3 separate regions of the Mus musculus genome follow, and all the other regions are linked to region 2. A link is a contact called in public HiChIP or PLAC-seq data. All regions are on one chromosome and are shown on one strand. Each heading gives the region's core, a stretch centred on a gene start, on an enhancer-like site or on the middle of the called end of the contact. The rest is flanking DNA. Distances are from core to core; before and after follow the strand shown. Region 1 holds the start of Dpcd (deleted in primary ciliary dyskinesia). Region 2 holds the start of Hif1an (hypoxia-inducible factor 1, alpha subunit inhibitor). Region 3 holds the start of Entpd7 (ectonucleoside triphosphate diphosphohydrolase 7).

The links. HiChIP or PLAC-seq counts read pairs in DNA pulled down with a chosen protein or histone mark.
Region 1: an H3K4me3 HiChIP or PLAC-seq map of bone marrow-derived macrophages shows a contact between it and region 2, with 4 times the contacts expected there. The contact joins the promoter of Dpcd here to the promoter of Hif1an in region 2. A contact is called at or near these places in 1 of 484 Hi-C or Micro-C datasets (uterus), 1 of 115 datasets of contacts at active chromatin or transcription factors (bone marrow-derived macrophages) and 1 of 9 other capture datasets (liver).
Region 3: a contact with region 2 is called in an H3K4me3 HiChIP or PLAC-seq map of bone marrow-derived macrophages, with 4 times the contacts expected there. The contact joins the promoter of Entpd7 here to the promoter of Hif1an in region 2. A contact is called at or near these places in 2 of 484 Hi-C or Micro-C datasets (B cells and natural killer cells), 2 of 115 datasets of contacts at active chromatin or transcription factors (bone marrow-derived macrophages and pancreatic cancer cells) and 1 of 9 other capture datasets (liver).

Annotation. Positions count from the first base shown.
Region 1 is chr19:45,559,252-45,561,951 of GRCm38.p6, reverse strand. Dpcd (deleted in primary ciliary dyskinesia) reads right to left here and starts at 1,367. Exons shown (of 6, transcript NM_172639.3): 1 at 1,245-1,367. The coding sequence starts at 1,308. Poll (polymerase (DNA directed), lambda) reads left to right here and starts at 1,388. Exons shown (of 9, transcript NM_020032.3): 1 at 1,388-1,466; 2 at 2,236-2,372. The coding sequence starts at 2,261.
Region 2 is chr19:44,561,300-44,564,108 of GRCm38.p6, reverse strand. Hif1an (hypoxia-inducible factor 1, alpha subunit inhibitor) reads right to left here and starts at 1,255. Exons shown (of 8, transcript NM_176958.3): 1 at 1,055-1,255; 2 at 569-819. The coding sequence starts at 1,231.
Region 3 is chr19:43,688,181-43,691,078 of GRCm38.p6, reverse strand. It overlaps Entpd7 (ectonucleoside triphosphate diphosphohydrolase 7), which reads right to left and starts at 1,390. Exons shown (of 13, transcript NM_053103.5): 1 at 1,175-1,390; 2 at 798-900; 3 at 1-61. The coding sequence starts at 805.

The DNA.
Region 1 (2,700 bases), core at 118-2,617, 1.0 Mb before region 2:
ATAATTTTATGATCCCAGGAAAGCATAAGCCATGGTTGTCGTCTTCTTGTTTGTTTTAACTTTGCTATTGTCTGTTTTTTCTATCTGCTCTAGCACAGAATTTGGCACATGGCAATGGGTTCCCTAAATGCTGTAGGGTAGGAGCAAATGAAACCTGATTTTAATTTCTGTAAACTTCAGGCACCTGCCTGTGGATGTTTTAAAGCTAGCTGTTAGCTTTAAAGCCTCAGGAATTCAGACCTAAGGCACCCTGGCTGCCAGGTGGGTGGGTCTGTGAAAGACCTCAGGGGCACAGGGCACTTAAACTGGCCACTTGCAGGATGAGGAAAAGCTGACATCTCAAGCTCCTGTTCTTAGTCATTTAGACCTTAGCCCTTGCTCTATCTCCCCTAAAGATCAGGGGGCAATTTAAAATCCACATCATAAACAAAACATAGTTAGAAAACAAGGACCTGGGCTGGTGAGATGGCTCAACAGGTAAGAGCACCCGACTGCTCTTCTGAAGGTCCTGAGTTCAAATCCCGGCAACCACATGGTGGCTCACAACCATCCGTAACGAGATCTGACTCCCTCTTCTGGTGTGTCTGAAGACAGCTACAGTGTACTTACATATAATAAAAAAATAAATAAATCTTTAAAATAAAAAAAAGAAAGAAAAGAAAAAGAAAACAAGGACCTTAGAAACAACACTGGTAGCCCACCCACTTCATTTTATAATTGAAGAAAATGGGGTCCTAACAACTGAAGAGGTGAATCGATGTTAGAGTTGATCTAAAACCCTGGTGTCTCCTTTCTATGCCATTGGGGCTGCTGTCATCAATAGGACCCCCAAATTGAGCTGCATGGATCCCAGATGACGAATTATACCTGATTATCTGCAAAACCTGGGTTTGGTCTAAAACCTTCCTGGGTTTCAGTTTCCTCGTCAGTCAAATGGGGTGCAGAATTAGCCTCTTGGTACAGCCCTGAGGGACGATGATGAATGTAAAATGAATTATTGGGAAATACCAACAAAACTCTGAGCGGGGAGAGATGATATAAGGAACTCTTGAGGTGGGTGACCAAAGACTTGGGTTCCACTCGGGTCATCTCCCTGGGCCGGTTTCCTCTGCAAAAGCAGGAAGCTGGCATGGCTGTAGGCTGCTGCGACAGGTCCAGCTCTGCCCACCCAGGCTGAGGCCCTCCCTGGGGGAGCGGGCGCATAGAGCCCGCCCTGGGGGGAAGGACGAGGGGTCTCGAGTTACCATCCTGCAGCAGTGCCGTCTTCTCGGCCGACCGCAAAACCTCCAACCAGCTAGTCACCGCCATCTTCCCTCCGCCCAGGAACGCGCCGGGCCACTGCCATGGCAACTACCCGACCGATGATCACTTCCGGATGACCCGGGAAGTATTCTGGGAACTGATTTTTTTTTTTTTTTTTCCCCTCTACCCCTTCCTCCCCCAATCCGTTTTCATTGGCTCCCATGGTGAGTTTATTTCTCTTTGCCGGGAGATTCTAACCTACTTTGGACCGGTCCTGGGGCCGGGTGGGGTGGGGATGCTCCCAGAACTTTTAGGGATCCAGCACCAACTCTCTTCTGGCCCCAGCTGGGAGTCCCTGGTTCACACCAGCTGCTCACAGTGGATGTGGCACGTCTGCTTCGGTCTTGCCCACCTCCAGCTGTGAGGGCTCCCTACATCTGCTGCGGCTGCACTCCACCTCCCTGCAGCTGCGGGGCTCAGACCCGCGCGATGGGGCTGCTGCGACAGGGACAGGTGCGCAGCGTGCCCACAACTTTCCCTGAAGCCTCACTCCCCAGGTTTTCTTCTGCGAATGCACATTGAGGCTAGAGAAAGATGATGCGAGGTTTATGTGACATGTCCCTTAGACTCCAATTCGTTGGGGAGATGAAGACTCTCCTAAAGATGTAGTCCGGTTCCCAAACCCGTCATCATTTTGGAAAAGTCTCTTGGAAGGGGACGCAGAGGCTGACTCTGCGCTATATTCCTCCCCCCACCCCCACCCCATGTTGTTTCCTTTCGATCCACACCTCCCCTACACCCACAAGAATCCCAACCTTTCCCTGGCTTCCCTCAGTACGACTAGGGTTGAAAGGCTGGTATGTGTGTGTGGCACTCGGATTAAATCACTTAAGTTTAACTGGGGTTTCCGAGACCTCTGAGAAAGGGACCTGTTACCCCTAAACCCCACCTCTATGCCAAATTATTAAGGGCTGGCTCTCAATCCTTTAACAGAAAGGCCAGGATCCAGCGCCCTTCAATGGACCCTCAGGGCATCGTGAAGGCCTTTCCCAAGCGGAAGAAAAGTCATGCAGATCTATCTTCAAAAGCACTTGCAAAGATTCCCAAAAGGGAGGTGGGAGAAGCTAGAGGTGAGCCGGTCCACCCTCACACACTGGAACGTTCAGCCTTCTTGTTTTCAGCTAGAGTCAGATTAACAGAAGTGACCTAACCTGTGGCCAAGATCAGGTTGGCCTCAAACTCGAAAAGCAAAACAAAACAACAAAAAAGGAAGTTTGCTGAAAAAAACAAAACAAAACAAAAGCAAAAACAAAAACAAAAAACCCCTGGGGGGTATCGCTAGCAAGCAAGCCTTTAGCCTTTAATCCCAGCACTTGGGAAGCAGAGGCAGGCAGATTTCTGAGTTCGAGGCCAGCCTGGTCTACAGAGTGAGTTCCAGAACAGCCAGGGCTACACAGA
Region 2 (2,809 bases), core at 6-2,505:
GGATCTTATCGAGTTTGAGGCAAGCCTAGTCTATATGGCAAGTTCCAGCCAGTCCAGTTAAGAGCTCCAGAGTGAGTCCCTGCCCCGCCCCCCCCAAAACAATAGCAACTAAATACAAACACCTGCACACATAAAACACAATCTTTTTTTTTTTTTCAAGAAATCAAAAGATCTTAAGTAAAAATCTTCCATTTTGAGCTTGAAATTTTCGAACCCTGGGACAGCCCTCCCAAACAGAACCGCACAATGATTTAACTGGACATATGCTATCAGGCTAGTATAAGTTCCACATAGGCACGGTCAAAGCCTTTCTTTCGTCTGACTGACCCTGCAAAACAACTGTCACTCTAACTACCAAAGACAGGAAATTGGACTCACAGTTCAAGGCTAATGCTGCCCTCATCCACTAAGCTAAAAAGAACCATCAAGAACTCAAAGCGCAGAGCAGAATATTCACTCGTGGAACCCAGAGGCTTGGAGGTGCCAATCTCTTCTTACCCAACTCCACCACACCTTCAAACAAGTACAGGAAAGCGGATGCCCTGGTTCTACTGACGGGGCAACTTACCGCTCTTCTCCCCCGCGCTGCTGTATAGCTTGTAGTTTCTCAACGAACTCATGAAATTTAATTTCCTCCCTGTTGGACCTTGGCTTAAAGTTCTGGAAATTGCCCATCTTCTTCTCATCATAGTATAAGAACTTATGGGTGCTGGCACTGTACACAGAGAAATCTCCGTTGCCAATATTCTCTTGCAGGTATTCGAGGTCCCACTTCAGTGCAGGATACACAAGGTTTGTGTCGGTCAGCACCACTGGCTCCTAAGCAAAAACATCAAAAAAAAAAATCAATGAAGTAATTCCAAGGCGCTAATATGTTCTTCTCGACGATATCTGTACTTGTCAAATTCACAACAGTGTCTCCTGTCACTCTCTCCTGACGTAGCATCTCCCTTTCCCGCCTCTCAAGCCTCTGTCCACAATCTGATCAGTGTGCCACCTCTCCGCTAACCGGGTCCCTTCCTCCACCCCCTTCAGCAGCAGCCCCGCCCCCCACCTCATTTTCGATGAGCTCTTCCGCCCGAGGGTCACTCTGGCTCAGACGTGGGATGGGCCTGGTCGGAAAGCTGTAACTTCGTAGCTGGGACTCATCCCAGGCGGGACCCGGAGCTTCGGCTTCTTCCCGGGCCTCTCCAGAGCCAGAGGCCGCAACCTCGGCTGCCGTCGCCGCCATCTCTACTCTAGGGACGGCCCCGCCGGAAGTGAAAGCTCCGCCCTTTCCGGAAGCAACAACAACGAACACCATAGAGATGGACTGCAAGAGAAACCGATCGAGACCTTTTAAGTAGGTGGGCGCCTAGGTTGAAGGAGCGCTCCCTAGCGGTGACCTGCAGGACTACAGTCTAGGCTCCATAAGGCCGACTCGCTTAGTTCCTTAGAAAAGGGACAAACAAGCCCACGAAATATTGCTGCCTCCCTATGTTCAAGCCTACAGAGGCAAAGACGGAGGCAAGTGTAATTAAGCTTTAAGCTTTACTCTCTCGGGTGGGGAGAGAAGCCAACGCTTAGATCCACTTAAGAAATCACTAGAAAAATCAGTTAGCACATAGACCTTGGGTAAAGCTGTCCTGAAGGCTTAGACAGATGATTAAGGACAAACTGAATTCATTCAGAATCTAGAGAAGATCAAGGGCTTATAGTTCCAATTACTCCAGACGCTGAAGCAGGAAGACCACTTGAATCCAAGAGTTCAGAGCCAGTCTGAATAACACAGCAAACCACCATCCCTTTAAAAAAAAAAAAAAGTAATATAAAATCCATTTTTGTTCAGTATTATTTGATTTTTCTGCATATAGCACTATCTCACCTACTTAAATCTAATCTTGCAATGAGACCAATGTTATGCAACCACAGATATTCACATTTTCCAACAATACATACTGGTTATAAGAGAAGGTATTAATTGTTTTGTTTGCTTACTAGACTATTCTTTTTTTTTAAAAGATTTATTTAATATTATACATAAGTACACTGTAGCTGACTTCAGATGCACCAGAAGACAGCGTCAGATCTCACTATGGGTGGTTGCTGGGATTTGAACTCAGGAACTTTGGAAGAGCAGTCAGTGCTCTTACCCGCTGAGCAGTCTCGCCAGCCCTTACTGGACCATTCTAATGAATACCTACAGGAGGCCAAGATTGTCATCCCATGGTGTACATATCCTATTTAAGTCTCTCCCCTTAAAATGACAGTAGGAACTGCATCTATGACAGGGTGGTGTCCCTGTAGTTAGGTAACATTATATGGCAAATATGTAGTCAAAGTCCCTAACCAGTCAAATTTGAGGTCATCAAAATGGAGACTTATCTTGAGTAGGGCAGACATTATCTCTCTAGCCCTTTAAATCTGGAAACATTAGTTAGAGACAAAAGGCTTGGGGATTTGAATCCATAATACATGCTCTCTGGTTTGCCTTGAATATATATGTATATTCATATACACACACACATATATATGCATATATTTCAGAAAATGACAAGTGAATTCTTTACAAGCTGAGAAAGACTATTGGCTAATAGCCAACAAAAATATGGGAAGTGTAGCCCTATAAATTCAAGTAATTGAATTTGACCAATAACTGCTATGCTTATAAAAGGATTCAGAGCCTCAGATGTCATGGCATAGGCCTTGGTTTCACACTGGTGAGACCCTGAGCTGTGGACCTGACTAACCAGAACCAATACTCATGACAAATGTGAGATATTAAGTAGGTGTTGTTTGGGCTGCTAATTTTATGACTTGTTTAAAGAAC
Region 3 (2,898 bases), core at 141-2,640, 870 kb after region 2:
CGGGCTCACTGTGGGCACAGTGAAGTACCAGGAGGCTGGGCAGAGGTAGGAAAAACTGATCCTGGAATGAGACAAACATTTGTTAAGTCCTAAAATCTCTCCATAAATTACCGCTTTAAAACTGTTTTTAAAACTAGATGAACACCCTGAAAGGCAAAAATCCCAGGTCAAGAGAAGTCTAAATGGTTTTTTTTTTTAAGTTGCAAATGAAAGGCAAGCACCTGTATTGTTCATAGTGTTTCTTTCCATCATGCAGTTTAGAAAGACATGATGTGCTTGAATAATCTACTGTTGGTGGAAAGATCAAAGGGAGGGGGGCACAGGGGCGGGGGGCACAGGGGTGGGGGGGTGGGGTCTTCCTAACACTGGCTAATCAGAGAGGCTGCAACATGACCGACCACTAGCCATGCTGTCAAGAAACCAGATAGTTACACAAGTTATTTAACTGATTTTTTTTAAAAATGCTTTAGCAAATTATAGACACAAGGAGACCTTTCTTAAAATTAGTTTTAACAGATACACAGTCAAAACTGAGTCTTTGGCCTTAACTCAACCACCTTTCAGAGACAACCACTGCTACTCTCAAGACCCCAGGTTATGGGCTGGAAATGATTCGACTGGCCTTTCCAAAGAATGCAGCTTTGACATTTTTGCATACACCTGACCAGGATGCAAAGTTTAGGCGCAGCCTCAGGGCAAACCTCACCTAGCCTCCCAGCGCCCCCGCCCCCCCCCCCGCGCCCCTGCTACCACCCTCCACTCAGCTCCTTGACAGATATAATGAGTGCAAACCTTACCTAGCCATGGGTTCCCTTCAGTGGTCTCGACGTCTGTCACCTCCGTTTCCTTTTGCTTTGAGAGGGTGGCCTCCTAGTCCCAGGCATCTCCTAAGCCTGCAGCCTAGAAAGGGTTGGCTGGCTTTCAGACAGTGCCCAAAGGACCTGATCCCCGCAGCGACTGCACGTTTCCTTCCCACTGTACTGACCCTCACTCCGTGTCGCTTCTCTCTCCTCCCACGGGCCCAGAGGATCCTACCGTGCATCCCGAACGCGGGGCTTTCCTGTGGACAGGCTCAGTGTTCACGGAGCACGCCACCCCAGGTGGTAGGGACAGGGGACCCCGCTTCCTCTCCTCGTCCCTATCCGTCCCGCAGCTCTCCCGCAATCCCACTCACGGGAATCCCGAGGCCCGCTCGTCCCTCTGCACAGCCCGGCCTGGTCCTGGTCCTCAGCGGTTCCCAGTGGCTCCCAACACAGCCGGAAGGAGGCCCGGCCTCCGGCGGCGCCACGTCCCCAAGGAAACCGCACCGAGCCAATGACTGCAGGGGACCCGGAGAGGCCCGCCCTGCGCGCAGCCGGAGCCACCGGCGAAGCCGCGGCGGTCACAAACTGAGCGTCTGTTCACAACGACACCAATCCCCAAAGGTGCCTGGCCACGAATGCCCGCCCCTGGACTCCCGGCCGTGACCAATGGAAAAGTCGTCGCACCCAGGCTCCGCCTGGAGGGCGGGCTGGGACCCGCAGCCCGCACGGGAGAGGCCACAGACTGCTGCTGCAAGGCCAGCTCCCTGCGGTGGCCTTCACCGCTGCAGCTTCCACCGTTCCTGTGGGTGGGTCTCCGAATGCTCATCACAGCTACGCACCCCTTGCTCATAGCCTTTCTTCCCTCATTGGCAGTTCCTCCATCCCGTCCCTTTTGCCCACAAACTGATATCCCAGGATCACTGTCATCTCTCATGATAGAAACACTGTGAGAAAAAATTAGAGCCGGTGACGTTTGCATCAAAGTACTCGTGTCCATTTCTTCAACGTTGGTTGTCTACTGGGTGCAGATCATGAACATTTGTATTGTTGTCCTCCTGGGCCCTATGGTAACACAAAAGAAACAGTCCCTTAACTCTTGCTTACACCAGCCCCGTGTCTCATTTTGCATGAAGAAGTCTCTTGAATGACAGAAAATCTAAAGTTTTTACAACCTGTCCCTTTCATTACTGTCCACGGTGCACCTACTGGGTCTCCTCACCTCTTGGTTAAGCTCCAGCATGTGTACCCTTGAGTGTTGGGACCTGATGGTTTTTGTACATTCTGCTCTTCTCACTTTATCAGCTCCTGATCATGTCTTACCTTTGGCTTAAGGGTGTCTTCCTCCAAAAATCTTACCCGACCCCACATCTTTTTATAGACACCTTCTGTTTCAGTTACTCCTCGATTTACAACCATGTGCCTGTCTGCCCCACTAACTCCCTATCCTTGAGAGCAGGAGTATCCGCTCTTACACATCCCCAAAGCTAAGTCACACCATCCCTTATAAAACGCCGCCAACACAGGACGTAAATGAATACCTGGACGGGGATGAAGACCAAGAGGAGATCAATAGGGACAATTTTATTCAAAGCTGGCTGTAACCAGTGACAGTCACTGTCACTGCATTTGGCAGAGAATCGAAGCTCTCAAAAGAGTAAAGCAGCTTTGGTAGTGAAAGGGACTGGGCTTGTCTATCTCTGACGAGGTATCATAGCAAAGACAGGCTGAAGGTTGAGTGACAGGTGCAGAGGAACACACTCCACTCAGCGCTCTGCAGCTGGGCCTGAGTTAGAAAAAGAGCAAACAAAAAAGAAGCTGGCTGGAGTCTTGGAATCCTACACTTGGAGGTAAAGGTGGGTGGATCTCTGTTAGTTCGAGGTCAGCCTATCGTCCATAGTGAGTTCCAGGACAGACAGGAATATGTACAGTTCAAGGAAAAAGGACAAGGTAAGATGGCAACCCAGCTATCAGAGTAGCAGAAGGGGAAGACAAAGTAGACAAAGGTCAGATCAAGGATGACAGAACTCTGGTCAACCACCACGATGCTTTAGTGTCACACTTAATCTGGGACACTGGAACCGCACTGAGCAAAAGG